Regions from separate parts of the Pan troglodytes genome. Here region 2 is linked to region 1. The links are chromatin contacts, called in public HiChIP or PLAC-seq maps. All regions are on one chromosome and are shown on one strand. Each heading gives the region's core, a stretch centred on a gene start, on an enhancer-like site or on the middle of the called end of the contact. The rest is flanking DNA. Distances are from core to core; before and after follow the strand shown. Region 1 holds the start of EXO1 (exonuclease 1). Region 2 holds the start of FH (fumarate hydratase).

Region 1 (5,516 bases), core at 1,916-4,415:
GAGCCATTGATGATCAGTCAGAAGAAAAAGGATATTCTGTTCCATATATATGTAATAGTCACCAGCACTGTGCACAATTCCTTCATCTTCACCTTACACTGCATACATACTGTTTTGAACACCTATCCACATTCATTTTAACAGAGGAGCAAAATAAAAACCTAGTCCCATATGAGGTGACAAGACGATGCTGACTTGCCCAGCACTTGAGGTTGTCCCTTGTTCCCATGTCTGTGATTTGGAGGGAAGTTGAGCTTTAGAAAAAGCCTCCTAATGCTGCTGACTAAAAAGAACCCCCACTCCTATGTCTCTTCTTAGAAATTACTGGTGTATGCATCAGTGTGTGTGTGTGTGTGTGCGCGTGCATGTGTGTGTGTGGCGGGGAAGATGCTGCTCAGCTGTGGTTCTAGCAACCCTGCCTGAAACCAGGCAAAGGCAGGAGGCCATCTAGAGGGCACCCACAACTCTCACTAGGCCCCAAGTCATTGGCTAAGTTCCATACTGTAGAAAACACTGCCCTATAACAATGGAGACAGTATCTTCCAAATTAAAAATCAGGCAACCTGATATTTCAACAAGATACAGTATTTAAAGATAAGAGCTGGCCGGGCACGGTGGCTCACGCCTGTAATCCCAGCACTCTGGGAGGCTGAGGCGGGCAGATCACCTGAGGTTGGGAGTTCGAGACCAGCCTGACCAACATGGAGAAACCCTGCCTCTACTTAAAATAGAAAATTAGCCAGGCGTGGTGGCGCATGCCTGTAATCCCAGCTACTTGGGAGGCTGAGGCAGGAGAATCGCTTGAACCCAGGAGGCAGAGGTTGCAGTGAGCCGAGATCGCACCATTGCACTCCAGCCTGGGCAACAGGAGCGAAACTCTGTCTTAAAAAAAAATAAAAATAAAAATAAAAAATAAAAAAATAAAGATAAGAGCAGCCCAGAAAACCCATAATAATAGTGCCATACCTAGGACATTCATGTATTAGTCCACACATTTGAAATGTTTAAAATCAACACTAGTGCTACTGGGATGTGAAAATTCATAGACATAATCCCTGCCCTCAAAGTAAGGTGGCCAGATAAAATTACAGAATGCCCAGATAAATTTAAATTTCAGATAAACAGGGATTTCTTTTAGTATATGTCTCAAATATTGCATTAGATATATTAAAAATTTATCTGTTGTTCATCTGAAATTCAAATTTCTGGGTGTCCTACGTTATTATTTGCTAAATCTGGCAACCCCACCTCAAAAGGTTCTCAGTCTATTGAAGGGCAAAGACAATTCAAACACAATGAGAATATGAGAAGTGTCAGGACCAAACAGCCATCACAGAATGCTTGTGCATATCAAACAAATATCTAACTTAGGGAAGACATTTGGAAACTGGTAACATTGGAACTGAGTCTTAAGCTGGAAACATATGGGATATACCATTTATTTCAGCATTTAATAACATGCCATCATGATTTGTGACTTAACTGTCTGATAAACATGTGTTTTGTCTACAGAACTAGATCTTAAGTTCCTTGAAGACACAGGACATCTCTTTATGTCCCCCATGCCACCTGGAACTGACAGGCACACTTAAGGCAGTAGTAAATTACTGCACACATTGATGCAAATGGTTTTGTCCTCCCAAAGAGTAAAAATATTCTGTTAGTGAAATGTATTGTAACTAGTGTTTTCTTTTTCAATTTTAGTCTTTGAACACTGCAGCCAAGAATCCAGTTTGAAACCTTGGGAGTCAAATTCATAGTAAATACATGAGCCGTTCACAGTGCAGCAAACTCTCATGTTAGTTTTATCACAGATCCAGTGACACTGGAATGGACACCTTTTTGATTTTGGGGTTCCTTCCTAAGACCCCCATGTGTGATATATTCATGGTTGGATTCTAGGTACTGAAGCAGTTACTACAGCTGGATAGTCCAATGAGTGTAAGAAGGCTTCTCTACAAACACATGCTGCCCACATCGAAGTTCCTCTTTAATCTACTGCAGTTTGAAATTGTCCCCCACTTTCTCCAAGAGTCCACTCCAAGCTAGTTTAGGGTTAGGTCTACCATAGCCTTTGGAAGAGGGAGGGAAGATAACTTTTCTCATCTCTCCTAGTCCCAGCTCTAAAGACCAGAACCAGGGAGAAAGCAACACAGCTTTTCCAAACACATTCCCCAAATGTGGCACCTTTTCAACAATTTTAGTAACAAATTTAAGGCATCATAGATGCCTTTAAAATTGGCATGATAGATGTTAGAGTGATCATAAAAAGACTTTAAAAGAGGAAAAGATGTAAAGAAGGTAATCAAATGGGGAGCATTTTAAACAATGTGCTCACTTCTTCCCCTTCAATTCCTTGAATTGAGTCTGCATTATCATTCCTATTGATCTCTGAGCCCAGAACATTACTTTGTGGTCTCGCCTAAGGTTTCTTCCAATTTTTTAAATTACAATATCCCTAAAAGGACAGCGACGAGGTCTGGGGTGTTATGAGGATTGGAAACCTAGCCGCAAGTGACCATGAAAGTCCAAAATGCCTCTAAAGTCTTTGTCTCTAAGGCCCATTTTCAAGGTCTTGTTATATAGCTAATTTTTCCCCGACTTATGTCAAAAATAAACGAAGCTGGGTTCTAGGTAAAATGGTAGGGGCAGATTTTAATCACTACTACTACTGCAATGGGGAAAAGAACCCAGCGTGAACTGAATTCAATTTCGATTTGTAGAGGCAACCGGGCGTTTTAAAGAGAATGAAGGAATTAGGATGGGACTGATGACGCCGAGGGCGACTGAGCTACTTTTTCAGGTTTGAAAAGCCTCAACATCAACGCCCGACGGCGCTCTTTCAACATCAGCCTCCAGAACTGGGGCTGCAGCCAGGAGGGAACTACAACGCCCAGCAGCCCCGGCGGGTGTAAACACTCCCAACTTCCGAGGCGGTGCTCACCATCGGCCATCAGCGCCAGTGCCACTCGCGCCGTCAAGAAGCCGCACGGAGTTCGGGCCGGCAGCAGCGGCTGCAGTCGTAGGGCAGTGAGCCGCTGTCTACCCAGCGAGACGGAGAGCTCTGGACGCAACCCTATGAGTTGGAAGCCGCAGGAGGCGGAACCGGGTTGCGGGATACGCGTTGACGTCACATCCTCTGGGCGGGGCCGCAAGGAACCCGCGCAAATTGAAAGGTCAGCCTTTCGCGCGCTGTGTAGGCAAGTTGCCCGTGTTCTGCGTTGCTGGCCGTGGGTGCTCTGGCCACAGTGAGTTAGGGGCGTCGGAGCGGGTTTCTCCAACCGCAATCGGCTCCGCTCAAGGGGAGGAGGAGAGTCCTTTCTCGGAAGGTGAGAGGAGCGGGCTGTGCGGAGGCTAATGGGTGGGTTCCCTTGGGGGTCGACCTGCGCGTCACCTCCGACCCTCCTCTCGGGATTCGGGTCTTCCAGGAAGGGAAGGAGAGGGTCTGGCGTGATCTTCCCAACCCAACAGCAGAGCCCTTAGCCTGAGTGGAGTATGCGTTTTGTTCCGAGGGGACGTCTGGCAACCAGAGGTCTGCAGTTCAGTGAACGGAGGGAGATAAGAGAGCAGACGATTCCGGGCTGGAGCAGGCGCCAGGGTTGCCAGACTTACCTCATTTTTCCGCAGAAGCTGGCAGTCCAGGTTTTACATGCAATCTCTCCACCTTTAAATGTTGACAAGTACATTTTCCCATAATATTTTGCAGACCTAAAGAAACGTGTCATCTGGAATGGGCTTGGGGGCCACGCCTGCACATCTCCGCGAGACAGAGGGATAAAGTGAAGATGGTGCTGTTATTGTTACCTCGAGTGCCACATGCGATCTCTTTGAGATATGTACACAGTCATTCTTACTATCGCACTCAGCCATTCTTACTACGCTAAAGAAGAAATAATTATTCGAGGATATTTGCCTGGCCCAGAAGAAACTTATGTAAATTTCATGAACTATTATATCCGTTTTCCTCGGAGTGAGAGAAAACTCTTTTTAGATATCATCTGAGAGGTAAGAGACTGTTTTTCTGAAACTGTGGCTTGAGGACCACCTGCATCCAGATTAACTGCTTTGTTTAAAATTCATTCACAGCAGAACTAGTGTATCCCAGTCACTGAGTGGAGTTGAGAGTCTAAGAACCTCTGAAATTTGAGAACTGCTGGACCAGAGCCTTTAGAGCTCTGATAAGGTGTCAACAGGGTAAAGCTGCCTCCTGATCCTGTACTTTCTTTCTTCCCTTCCTTCCAAACTTAACGTTTGGTAGGAGAGATTTGTATTATGAAATGCTAAGCAACTGCTCAGTGCCCATTACTGACTTTTTATTGTAGAGTGGGGGGAGGTCGTTTCATCAGAAAGGGTTGTGACAGTTCCAGAATCTCTGTATAGAAAGGGCTTAGGGGGCTGCAACCGGAATGGAAGGGGGTGGAAAGTTAAAGCATTTGTCTTGAAGCTGTATTTGCATAGCAGACGCAGTTTCACAGTTCTTTAGGGTAGCTTTCAGAGAGGCTGATGGAGTTGCCCCTGGGCGCCACCACTGTTTATTACCAGAATGTTCGTGCTTAGAATAATGCGTTCTAATAGCAGTGAATTTCAGTCCTAAAAAAGTACAGGATCATTTCTGTAATTCTTTTTGAATTTTTCCTTTGTTTTTTAATTGAAATACTTACCTTCCTACAAACTGTTTTGAGTTTCTACTCCTATTTGAATTTGCACGTTGACCCTTATGATTAATGCCCTTTGTAGAGGCAATGCGATGCCATCGCATGCATGGTTTTGTTTGTGCCTGGCTCCTTGAAGCATGTGTCAGGAGTGAAAGTGCAAAAGCACTTTGGAAAGACTTAACAAACATTAAGCAACAGTCAAGTGGCATTAGAGGTAGTATTAGTGATTAATGTAAATTCTACCCTATGGAAATTGTTTGATAGGGAGGAGCCCAGCTAAAATATTAAAGAGCAGCGATTCTTGAATATCTGAACAATTTCTGGCCGGGCGCGGTGGCTCACGCCTGTAATCCCAGCACTTTGGGAGGCCGAGGCGGGCGGATCACGAGTTCAGGAGATCGAGACCATCCTGGCTAACATGGTGAAACCCCGTCTCTACTAAAAATACAAAAAATTAGCCGGGCGCGGTGGCGGACGCCTGTAGTCCCAGCTACTGGGAAGGCTGAGGCAGGAGAATGGCGTGAACCCGGGAGGCGGAGCCTGCAGTGAGCCGATATAGGCCACTGCAGTCCCTCCTGGGCGAAAGAGTGAGACTCCGTCTCAAAAAAAAAAAAAAAACAACAACAACAAACCAATTTCTGCATTGGACTCCAAGCTTTCTCTTCATTTGTCTAAGATGTTTTAATAAATGTATTTTTCTTTAAATATTACTGTTCTCCCTGTCTCTTTTCATATCAGGTAGTTAATTTGGCACCATGGGGATACAGGGATTGCTACAATTTATCAAAGAAGCTTCAGAACCCATCCATGTGAGGAAGTATAAAGGGCAGGTAGTAGCTGTGGATACATATTGCTGGCTTC
Region 2 (5,516 bases), core at 1,785-4,284, 330 kb before region 1:
CAGGTTCAAGCAATTCTCCTGTCTCAGCCTCCAGAGTAATTAGGACTACAGGCGTGTGCCACCGTGCCCGGCTAATTTTTGTATTTTTAGTAGAGGCAGAGTTTCACCATGTTGGCCAGGATGGTCTCGATCTCTTGACCTCGTGATCTGCCCACCTCGGCCTCCCAAAGTGCTGGGATTACAGGCATAAGCCACCGTGCCCGGCCTTAAATTTTTAAAAAATCCAAAATATTCAAAGCGATGGCTCAAAATAATAGCATGCTAAAACTTCAAAAAGTTCTTTAACATTTTAGTGAAAGAGAACCTCTTATTACTCACGAAGCCATCTTTTCTAATAACTTTACATTTTAACTCTGAAAAATATTTATAAAGTAAAGTGACTCATGAATACAGCCTACTTCATCCAAAATAGCCAACATTTCCACAAATGCCACTTACTGGCATGCGTTCTGTCACACCTCCAATCTTAAAGTTCATCGTAGATCTCACGGTCTGGGCGCCATAATACTTATCATTTGGCACCTTTAGTTCACCAAAGGTATCATATTCTATCCGGAAGGAATTTTGGCTTGCCTAAAGACAAGAATACAACACTATTACAAGTTGAAAAGAAACCCAGGATCAAAAGTAATCGCATCTTATCAGCTGTTAAAGAGAAAGAAACCTGAATAAGTATCACAAAGACAAAAAAATACTATTTGGATTCTCATTCTCTTCCTCACTTTCAGGTCTTTCCTTGAGAGCTCTTTGTCACACAAACTTATTAATTCAGGCTTTAAAGACAGACTGTAGAACTAATATACTATGCTGGTGATAAACATAAAGACTTTGAAATACAAATGGTAATCTTTTCCATTTCAAGAGTATGCTTATTACTGGTCAAGATTTGGCCAATTCAATGTACTTAGTTTAATGCTTATTTTACTGGCAACTTTTGAAAACTGTCTAAGAATGATTATTTGAAATTTATAAACATTATTTATATATAAACATTGTTCATATATATTACATATGTATATTCATTTATATAAGAAATGTATAAACATTATTTATATATATAAACACTATATATATGCCATCATGCTACCAAGTCAGTATCACAGTTGGTCTGCCTGTTAAATATTCTCATTCTCAACGCACTTTTAAATGCATTTTTAATAATCAGTGATCACACTAATTATTCATGTGTGATTTATTTGCTTATTTAACTGCTTTGCTTATTTAATCTCCACTAAAGACAAGAATAAAACACTGTCTGTAAAACCCTATCCCCATAGGGACTGTCTTATTTACAGGGCCTGATAAGTGGAAGGCACTCAATAAACAGTATCTTTCTATTGAATGAATTTGTATGTGTTCTTTTAAATAAAAGGTACCTTAGGGCATCAAGGGTTATGTGAAATTCTCAACATTAGCAACAGGAAGAACTTTTAACAAAACCAATAGAGATTTTGGACCTGAGAATGGTTAGAGGGCAAAAAATATCAGAACTAGAAAAAACAATAACTACCTCCATCTGATTTTAGCTAACATTACAATTCTAAGAGCAAAGTAGTGCTGCTATTTTTCGACATTTGCATCAACAGGATAGATTCAGAAGTTCTCCAGTCTGCTTCCCTTTACAAAACACTAAATAAACAATAAATAAATTTAAAAATATGTAAAGGTTTTAAAATGCCCTAAAATTATTCGAGCAGAGAGTTCGAGGAATACAAAACATCTCTGATTCTGTAGTATAGTGGTATATCGTAGGTATAGTGACCCAATCAAATTATCTTGAAGTTTATAGTCCAGAAAAAGTACTGGCCCTTTGAAATACCCTAGATTGGGCATTTATTTAATGAGCACTCGCTACATGGTATTTTCACGTGTGCAGTTTTGCTGAGTAGCTGTAAGTATTTCAACTTTGCATACGGAAACCGAGGCACAAAGACAACTTGCCCAAAGTCTCAAAGGAGAAGCAGAGTAAGATTTGAAATCACATCTCTTAGACTGCAAACCTCATGCTACACCAGAGTGCAGAACTGTAACTCTTCAACTATCATTTCTCAAACGTTTCCTAACAATATACATATGTATTTAAAGGTTTTTAAAAGCCTGCATTCCTAAAGGTGACACTCTAAAGAGCAAAATGACTTACATAAGCATGTCATAACCTGAACTTGGATCTTTAAGTTCTTAGCTGTCTTTCTGAATAAAAAGTACTGATTCAGCTCCTAGCCAATCTGCTCAAACATGCTTCAGAACACTATGCCCGCGGTATTCGGAATTGAAGAGTTTTACAAAAGTTACGGGGGAAACCATAGTCAGCCTAACAAACTGAGCATGCAATTTCAAAGGAAGAAAATCTTCGAAGAACCTTCTACCCCACCTGGAGGGCCTGAAAGCAGTGCAGTGCCCCTTGGCGAAACAAACCACAGTTCAGAAACCACTAGATGCACAGGCGGCCAGCGTCCGGCCAGCAAGGCCCAGCTGTGGGGCAGGACGGTGCGGGAGCTGCCCCTCTCCCAGCACCCTCCGCCCACGCCGGCACTGTCCTTGAGGGCAGCGCCCCAGGGCTGGGGGCCTGCGCGCCAGCAGCAGCGAAGTTACCCCAAAACGCCCCGGCCTCGGCCCGCCACGGACGGCTCCGAGGAGGCGCCGGGAGCGAGCCCAGTAGGATCCTCTCTGACAGCCGCCGTCCCTCCCCAAGCGCTCTCCCGGGCTGCGGCTCCATCCCTGCGCTGGAAGAGGCGTCCCGAGGCCGGGAGGCCCGCCACGCCGGCACGGGCGCTGAGCCCAGAGTCTGGCGCGGCCCGGACGCCCGGGGAATCTCTCCCGCCAAGTCGCGGGCGCCCAGGCCGGCAGGCAGGAGGGCTGAAGGTCACTGCGGGGAGGCCGGGGGATTGCGGCCTGCGCTCACCATTCGAGCCGCGTTCGGAGGCCAAAACGAGGGCACGGCCGCGCCACCCAAGCCGGGAGCCGAAGCTAAGGCTGCGGCTGGAGCCCGCACGAGGCGACGCGAGCGCGCGAGGAGCCGAAGTGCTCGGTACATGGTGCTGAGGCAGCTTGGGTAGAATTTCTGGGCGGCTGTGGCCACGCCTCCACGCCGGTTGTCAGAAACCGTTCCGCCCACCGGCCTCCGCTCTTATCCAATCAACAGCCTCACACCGACAGGTGGGGCGGGACCAATCGTGAATGACCAGTAAAGAATGAGGGGGCGGGTTAACTTTCTAGTAGTAGTGTGGGGTGTAAGGCCTTCGGATTCATGGGAAACTAGAAAGAAGGGAATTATGGGAAAGGAGGCTCAGGTTATTCTTGGAGCCGGTCCGATTTTTACGTGTGGCTGTTAGAAGGCGGGAGTATTAGTTGGTGAATCAGGTCGTGTTTGGTTGGTGAAATATCCTAGAAAGAAATATTTATTGTTTTATTTATCATGTAATCACTCATTACACGTTCTTACTACTGAAATCTTTCTTCATTTCTTCCAGATTGTATCTTCTGTGTAGAAATTTTGGGAAGTGCAGCAAAGTGTAGATAATGAAATAGTAATTATTCATAATCCCACAACTGAAAAATAAGCTACTTATTTCTTTTAACTTATCATTTTGAGATCGCTACAGTTTCCTTTCTCTTCTTAGCCTATACCCTCAGAACTCTTTTTTTTTTTTTTTAATGTGTTGTGGAAGACGTACACAATTATAGGGAACCTCGGAATTTTTATTATTTGTATATAGTTCTCCCAGTTTTTTGCATAGCTAATTTATACATTTTCAAATTAAAGGCATATTGTTTTAATATAATAGTTGATTACAGAAAAGCAGGAATTGATATAAAATTGCATCTGAACCACAGTTTTCTCTTTTCTCTTTTCTATTGCTTGGAACCAGATGACAGTAAAGAGAGAGCGATCGGATGTTCTTAAAATCAAAAGTCCAGAACCTGCAAAGCCAAATTTATGAGTCAAACTTATAAACTTGCCAAACCTTTTGGTAACATTATGTTATTTTGTGACTTATAAATTTGACACATATTTAAAATATAAAAATTCAAATGAGATTGTAATAGTTGAACTACAATCAAAACACACTAGAAAACTGAATGCAAATTCTTTAAAACATTGCTAATAATGGAATGACGTTTTGTTTTTGTTCTCCTCCTTCCCAGCAGGTATCATTATTGTGTATATCATTATTTTGATGCATCCTTTCAGTTCTGTGTATTTTTTGCTTCATACACTAATATACAAACAATGGTTTTAATATTGTACTTTAAAGTTTTACTGTTGCATAATTGAACTCTATGATTTTAAGATATAGCCATGATCTTTTAAAATTAATCATATTGGATCACATGAATATGAAATATTTTATTTATCCAGTTTCTTAATAAAGAACATTTTTCTTTGCTATTACACAAAATTCTTTAATGAACATATGTTTATCGTTTCTTCATAGATCATCTCTTTCTTCATTGTGTGGTGCCCCTCTTTATTGTTGTTGTTGCTTGTCCTTTTAAACTTTTTTTAATATTGATATTTCTCTACCAATTTCATATTGGCTATTATTTGCCTGCTGTATATTTCTCATTTTATTTTATTTTTTGTTTCATTTTTGTTTCGAGCATGTCTCTTATTTCTACCATACAGTTTAACTTTTCAAAACCCAAATTAATAGGCTTTTTATAAATAGGTTATTTTAATCCCTTTTAAAAATCACTTATGACACATATTATGTTCTATAATTTTTCAAAGCACTTTATATGTATTAATTTTTGGAACACTCAAAAACAACCCTATGAAATAGGTCCTATTATTATTCCTGTACATAGAAGAGAAAAATTGATGCCCAGGAACATCCAAGTATTTATTTGTGTGTTTTACTTCGATTTATTAGTGAAACTGATTTTCTATCTGCAGCAGTAATATAAAGTTCCATTTTTAATTATTCATTTTATTTGAAGTAAAATATTCAGTATAATATGAAGATGCTATATAAATGACTAAAATTTGGGAAATGTTAACTTAGCTAATTTATTTTTATTAATTCGTAATAAAACGTACATAAAGCCTTTAATAAAGGCTAGACATCTTCATTTTAGAATGACTTATGTTATCTATTTGAAATAATGTTTTTACTTTGCTTAGAGTTTCGGTTTTTTTTTTTTTAACTTTGGACTTGTCTGATAATAATATTGACCTGCTTTCTTCTTGTTGATACTTGCCTGGTTTGTTTCTGTTTGTTTTACTTTGCTTTCTGTTTAAGGTAGGGGATGTGATTGGTGTCCTGCTGAGGGACAAGGGAAAAGTGCAATGGTTTTCTCTTGCCTGTGTTCTAAATCTCAACACCTGGCTGACAAAATTGATCGCGAGGTTCAAATCGTATCAATCAAAATGTTCTCCTTATTCAAAATAAAGACTTTTGCAAATTCTAATTTAGGATACCTCCCAGCCTGGGAGATTACCAGAGGGTTTCCTAGAGGAAGCTTAACAGAAAGTTTGCAAGATACAGCCATAAAAGTCTCCCATAAAGTAGAGC

The links. HiChIP or PLAC-seq counts read pairs in DNA pulled down with a chosen protein or histone mark.
Region 2: an H3K4me3 HiChIP or PLAC-seq map of stem cell-derived excitatory neurons shows a contact between it and region 1, with 5 times the contacts expected there. The contact joins the promoter of FH here to the promoter of EXO1 in region 1. A contact is called at or near these places in 3 of 7 Hi-C or Micro-C datasets (blood, a lymphoblastoid cell line and stem cell-derived neural progenitor cells), 1 of 1 datasets of contacts at active chromatin or transcription factors (stem cell-derived excitatory neurons) and 1 of 1 other capture datasets (stem cell-derived neural stem cells).

Annotation. Positions count from the first base shown.
Region 1 is chr1:7,317,806-7,323,321 of NHGRI_mPanTro3-v2.0_pri, reverse strand. EXO1 (exonuclease 1) reads left to right here and starts at 3,165. Exons shown (of 15, transcript XM_001160941.6): 1 at 3,165-3,329; 2 at 3,707-4,005; 3 at 5,394-5,516. The coding sequence starts at 5,411. It overlaps LOC134807951 (a long non-coding RNA gene), which reads right to left and starts at 3,708. Exons shown (of 4, transcript XR_010149643.1): 1 at 2,945-3,708.
Region 2 is chr1:7,646,225-7,651,740 of NHGRI_mPanTro3-v2.0_pri, reverse strand. It overlaps FH (fumarate hydratase), which reads right to left and starts at 3,034. Exons shown (of 10, transcript NM_001280243.1): 1 at 2,903-3,034; 2 at 439-573. The coding sequence starts at 3,034.